Regions from separate parts of the Mus musculus genome. Here region 2 is linked to region 1. A link is a contact called in public Hi-C data. All regions are on one chromosome and are shown on one strand. The core of a region is the stretch at or near the end of the contact, and the rest is flanking DNA. Distances in the headings are between cores, read along the strand shown.

Region 1 (3,068 bases), core at 336-2,835:
CAGAAAACGTACATTCTGGCCCCTGATCTCTGGTTCTTTGTATATCAGCAACTACTTCATGTCCTCATCTGTCAACTAGGACTAAAATGACTCATGGGTGATGGGAGAAAATTGTGTGTAATAGCTGTGTGAGGTACTGCTGGCAGCCCCAGCCAACCCCCACCCCCACCCCTGGCCAGGCTGTAGGCTCCTTGACCTTTCCCTCTGACTCACACGGGGACATCCAAGGACAGTGTGATTTAGAGATGCAAAGGGAGGTATTAAGAGTTGGGCTTTGCATCCTTAATCTACAGCTTCCCTGAGCACCAGACACAAACTTGGCTTCAGTTCCCAGATTGGAGTTTCTTCCCCCCCCGGGGGGGAGGGGGGCTTTTCACAATCTTCGGGTGATCTGGACCTTAAAGCCACTGCCTCTACCATCTATCTCTACATCATCTTACCTTAGCCTATGGTTCTTCTTCCCCAAGCTGACACTCCCAAATTGGTAACTCTTGGCACATGATCTTCATCTTCTTGTGCCCATTCATTTTAGGCTGTATGATGTACTCGGTGACTGTCACCTTTTTGACACCTGAAGCTGTGATTTGAGACTTCTTGTACAACTGTCAGAGTGTTTGGGCCTTCTGTCCTGACTACTGGGTCAGGAGGAAAGGGTGTCCCACCCCTGTGATGTATTCCAGAATAGATCCCAAGTTCTCCCAGTCTGCATTTCAGATCATGCCCTCTTATTCCCCAGTCACAACAAATTGCCTCTGGTTAATTTGAGAAATGTCTGTATTTGGTGTTTCTGTAATTTTATTTTGTGTTTCAGTTGAGTAAGTGTTGCTGAATATCTGTAGAATGTGTGATAATTTTTGTAAAAAAAAAAAAAACTCAATAAAAGAAACATTACCATAGAAAAATATTTCATGTTGTGTAAAACACTTGGCTGAGAAAATGTTTTAATGTATTATATCAAAATTCCTCAGAGTCTTAACAGTTTCGAATACAGGAAAGAGCTCCATTTGGCACTGAAGGAGCCCCAACTAAACATTGCCAGGATGGGAGAAGGGCATGGGGTGGGTGTAGGGAGCCTGGATCAGAAAAATAGTTGACTTTCAGGAATCTTTGCTTCATTGATCAGAAGCCGCTCTTCAGTGGAACCAGCACTCGTCCATCTGTCTCCGTACTCCGTAACACTCATTCTTCCCGGTTCCTTAGGAAACACATTGATGAGTAATACATCTAACCTGCCTTCCTGTGGCTTCCAAGCTAGCGAAGGACTGCATACAGGGACATCAATTTATCTGGTCATCTAAATGAGGGCTGGTGGGAGGCAGGCGCTGTGCAGGATGGCAGGAATAAAGTGAAAACAGACGTGAACTCTGCCCTCGAACTTGGCAGGTCACCGGTGAGAAGGCCTGTTCACAAGGAGCCATGGAATAACGTCAACTATGGTGAGTGCTACCTTTCAGCTTTCAGGAGTTTATATCCAGTATCTCACCGCACCCCATGAGCCCTTTTTCGTGGACTCATGTAAAATGTTAGAGATGCAAAGGTCAGACCGGCCGTCTGTTGCTCACACAGCCAACTGAACTGACCTGTGTCTCATCCCTAGCCCCGCCCCTCGCCTCTCCCCTCTCTCTCCAGCTAGCCTTTCAGACCGCTCCCATAGTAAATGCTCAATTAACAATTTTCACAGGGAATGGGCTGGACCTGCTGTTCGCTGGTTGAATCTTAGGATGCATTCCTTTCCGTCTCATAATTTTATAACCTCCTAACCTTAATCACAACTTGAGCTGCCTCTAACTGCACTATAGAAAGAAACTGAAACAGCATTCCCTCTACAAAAATGGGTACATTTCTCTGTATTAAACTACATGTCAAAGCCTTCCTCTTAGGTGCTACAAAAGGGCAAATCCAGACGACAGACCACAGACATCAGACACATTCTGAGAAAACATTTGCTTATGAAAGGTGGAGACATCTGCCACCAAACTCTACTTCCAACTTTTTTTTTTTTTTCTGCTTTTGCTGATCTTTCCCTTCTCTTACCTGTCACTGGAGGCACTGAGCTGGCAGTCTCTGAGAGCCACTGATCCATGCTGAGACAGAGTCTGTGGCTTGTGGACCATGACTTCTCTCAGTTCACACCAGTCCTATAGCAAAGAAATGAGCGTTACAATAAACTCTAGACTCAGATCGCTGGGGAGAGAAGGAAGCAGACCAGGTAAGTCGTGTTCTGAAAGACCGACTGATGACCCACTGACCTATATAAATGCAACAGCCATCGAGGCAACCCTGGAAGAAGTACCACAGAAAAACCCTAGGATATTAGAGTCTTAATATTCTCTGAAAGAGGCCGTAAGAAAACTGTTCTGGAACTTAAATGCATTGGTTTTTGTTCATTTTTTTTTTGCATAAAAATAACCTAACATTGGAGTAAAAGAAATAGGAAGTATATCAATTTTTAATAAATACAAGCCACAAGATAAATTTAATAAATTATAAATGATAAAATTATTGAAAAATTAAATATTAAACATTCACACATAAAAATGTAGAACATTTATTAATTAGGGCCTTTTTCAGAGTAATCCTTGTGCTCTTGGTGGCCTTGGCTTTCTCAAACAGGCAGCGTTGTAGAACTGCTGGATCTGAATGGTTAGTCACACAAAGGGGAAGATAGTCTTGGTCACTTCTGCAGAGCGATCAGTACAGAGCAGGTCTAATATGGCTTTGGGAAAGGGGCTAGAGAGAGAGACCACAGGGCCAGTGGTATGACTCTCTGGCTTGCATACCTGCAGAATAGGTGAAAAACGCCATCCATTCTGTTTGGATCTCCAAATGTGGGGAAGAGAAGCCATCCTTTGACACATTGTTTTGCAGAAACCTAGAAAGCCCGAGCAGAGATGGCGAGTGGTTTTCAAGGAAGGCAAATTCTAAAGCCAAGTACCCTTATTCTGTGTCTCAGGCTTGAACAACATTGGCATTAAGAACAATAGGGGGGGTGGGCTGGAGAGATGGCTCAGCAGTTCAGAGTACTGACTGCTCTTCCAAAGGTCATGAGTTCAAATCCCAGCAACCAC
Region 2 (3,068 bases), core at 292-2,791, 100 kb before region 1:
AAAAGGGAAAGAAGCAGTAGCTAAGAGGATGGAGACCAAGACTCAGGTAGCTCACTCTCTCACTCGCCGACACTGAAAGCACTAGACTGTCAGATCCCGATGTCAGAGCCACTGTTGCAATGACTGACACTGGTACGGAACTCCAGCTGGAAACAAGTGACCACAGCCTTGTCAACCTCTTACTCATAGGGCAAATACATCCTGATGGATCGGGAATGTACTCAGTGACAGAGGGCTTGCCTGCTGGCCTAGCACAGCACATAAGAGACCTAGCTTTGTTTTCTCATGCTACTGAAATGGGGGGGTGGGGGGGAGCGGTGAAGAAGCAGGCTCTGTCCTCTAGTATCTTGTAGCCAGTAGCCACCACAAGACGTTAATATCATAGATAATAGTGATTACCAATAATGGTTGTCCCTGACTCGTTCATAATTGGGGCAACTCTACTTCTAGAGCATATCTATGAACTTAGCTTTGTGTGATGAACTAAAACTCATGTTCAATTCTCTTTGATCAGATTGTGTATAACAATGCTATCTTGAATTTGGGGCTCGGCACGTTTAATATCTAAAAGAAGTTTCTTGTTCCAAGAAGGAAAATGTTGCATATAACTGGGATTATATTCAAATGATCTAAAAAAATGATTACTTCCTTAAATATTTACACATCACAGAAAGACAGCAAACAAAGAATAAAGGAAGGCTGTCATTCTCTAGGTATGAAGGAAGAGATGCATATGGCCATTTTTGAGAAGATATGTTTGGGTAATATAACATATGTGTACCATATGGAGGAAGCTGCGTTAGAAGCCCTCTGGAGAGCTGACTAATACATCACCACTAAGCAGATGTAAATTGCAGTGCCTTAGTCACCTACGGACTGTCTGTCTCTCTTAGCAATTAACAGAGCTCTTAGAGTGGCTAAAAGTGAGTTATTTTTAAAGGAAAAAAAACCACTTCAATGTGTATCTACAGTGTATTCATTTTTATCCTTATCACTTATGTACTGACTCTCACAACCATTTGTACCAACGATGTGACTGAAGGGCAGAAACGTGACAAATGACCCTTCCACTCTGGGATCACAGAAACTAGTCTTTGGTGCCTAGAATCATGTTCCCCACATAGGTTTTCTCAGCGTGAGCTGCCCTGTCTCTTGATTGCTGATAAGCAGGCTGATGTCAGCTTCTCTGTTTTGCAAGAGCTCTTTTTTTTTTTTTTTTTTAAAGCAGCTTGGCTGTATCATTTTTGAATGGCCCTTCACCGGGTTCTTTACAGCATTCCCAACACTCATCCGGCTTATGTTAATCTCATTTCAGCTCACCATAAAGCAGTTGTTTTCATGTCTAATCGGCAGGCTTGCATAATCCACAAGAAGCCTGCCGTCTAGTGCATTTCTTCAGCCTGGGAAACATGCCTCATTCTAGGATACTGCTGTTTGTGAGGCTCTTTGTTTGCCAGCATCCGAAGCCTGGCTCACCTGTGATGCTGATGAAATCGAGCAGGTAACAGAGTGGGGAGTTCAGGTCTCTGGCCATGTAGTAGGAGGTTGGACACCCGTCACTTTGATCTTGACCTTGTTGATACAGTGAGTGCTCACTCTGTCCACCAACCCAAAGGTCACGCCGGCCTTCTTGATTGGATTTTCTACTCTGTCAGTCAGCACACCATTAGGCAGAGTGCTGCCAGTGACCCCTGTAATCTCAGTATTGCCAGTAAGAGGTGTGTAGGGTTCTGTTGATGGGGGCAAATACGTAAATCATTTCAGCTTGTATTGTACGCCTGCCACAGGCCAAGAGATACACAAAACCCACAAGATAGAAAGCACACTTTCTGCCTTCACGAAGTGTTATGGTGGAATGATGAAAGCCCACCTCATGGTTAGATGGGACACACAGTAAGTGCGGCTGGAGGTTAGGATGTGAGCATTTGGCCGCTGGTTGCCTATTGTAACTAGTCTGCAGTCTGGTCTGTCTTTCTCTGCATGTGCATTTTAAAAGCTCCCCGGGCTGCCTATAGCAGCAGCCCTTGAATGAGAGTCTCACAGGCTTTTAATGATATTCAGAGCTGTTAAGTGGAGTTTCCCAGAGGACAAAAATCACAGTGTACCACTGGCTTCAGAGTCCTTTATTCCACCCTTGGAGAATTGCTGCACATAATAGATTGAATAAGACTGGGCTGATTTGCATCCCTTATCCTCCAATCGGTGACTCAGCTTCTTAGCTTCTTTATGCTTAGATGACTATTGGGTGTTTCACGTACATTCCAGAATCTTTTTGTCTCAAAAATAACTGATACCCTACTCTGTTTATATGTGAGCTTATAGATTTTTTTCCTTAATAATAGGACTTGTCATCCTGGCTTTCTGCTGGCTTTTTATTAATTTAAGAAACATTTTTCCCATGCTAACATTGAACAGTTTTTTTTCGTCATCCTTTGCTAATCCATAGTTACTTTCAGTGATTAAATGGTTTCATTTTCATCCTCTGGATTTTCTTTATATGGAGAAACTTCCGTTGACTGGTTAAGACAGTGCCAAAAGCATGCTTGGAGTGTGTGAAGCTGGTGATCTTGTTTCTGTTCTACCTTATAACACAAAGAGTTTACCATTGTAAATAGTCCTGCCACCCAGCCTCATGTTTACACATGGGATTTGCTAGTGCAGTATATGTCAAGGGGCAGAATAAAACAGCAATAGGGGCTCTGATGTCTGGTTCCTTGAACGTGTTCTCAGGAAGTGGAATAAGCAGGTCTGTAAAAATGGTGGCTGCTTAGCGTATCTCTTGTCCACCTGCATAGGAATCATTGTGTAGCGCCACCACCACCAATACCTTCAAGAGAAGTAAGACAAAGGTATCTGCCAAGGGAGAGGGCATAATGGGTGCAGGGGAGGTTGTACCCAGAAGCCAAAGATAGGTAGCATGCTTCAGAGGGTCTCACCCCTGGGAAGAGTTTAGAAACACCAACTAGTACACTGAATGAATCACAAGCCTCTTTGACCTCACTCAGCAAGTTAGGTAATCTCTTCTCAGGACAGAAGTATCCACAGGGAGAGGTAACACTCAGAGGTTC

Evidence for each region. A called contact is a pair of places that touch in the nucleus more often than the background predicts.
Region 2: a contact with region 1 is called in a Hi-C map of the N1E-115 cell line, with 4 times the contacts expected there. The contact joins two enhancer-like sites. A contact is called at or near these places in 1 of 15 datasets of contacts at CTCF or cohesin (the NIH/3T3 cell line), 1 of 484 Hi-C or Micro-C datasets (the N1E-115 cell line) and 1 of 9 other capture datasets (embryonic stem cells).

Annotation. Positions count from the first base shown.
Region 1 is chr17:63,043,783-63,046,850 of GRCm38.p6, reverse strand. It overlaps Fbxl17 (F-box and leucine-rich repeat protein 17), which reads left to right. Exons shown (of 9, transcript NM_015794.1): 9 at 1-902. It overlaps Gm34324 (a long non-coding RNA gene), which reads right to left. Exons shown (of 5, transcript XR_876901.3): 3 at 2,781-2,872; 4 at 2,035-2,138; 5 at 884-1,195. Among named protein-coding and RNA genes, the nearest start is that of Gm34324, 5.4 kb to the right of the region's middle. Within about 2 kb of position 1,585, at least 4 of the 459 cell types and tissues checked have an H3K27ac peak or open chromatin away from gene starts, as enhancers often do. A contact at or near this core is called in the N1E-115 cell line, where this site is marked.
Region 2 is chr17:63,144,459-63,147,526 of GRCm38.p6, reverse strand. The region is part of intron 7 of Fbxl17 (F-box and leucine-rich repeat protein 17); the gene reads left to right. Among named protein-coding and RNA genes, the nearest start is that of Gm34324, 110 kb to the right of the region's middle. Within about 2 kb of position 1,541, at least 68 of the 459 cell types and tissues checked have an H3K27ac peak or open chromatin away from gene starts, as enhancers often do. A contact at or near this core is called in the N1E-115 cell line, where this site is marked.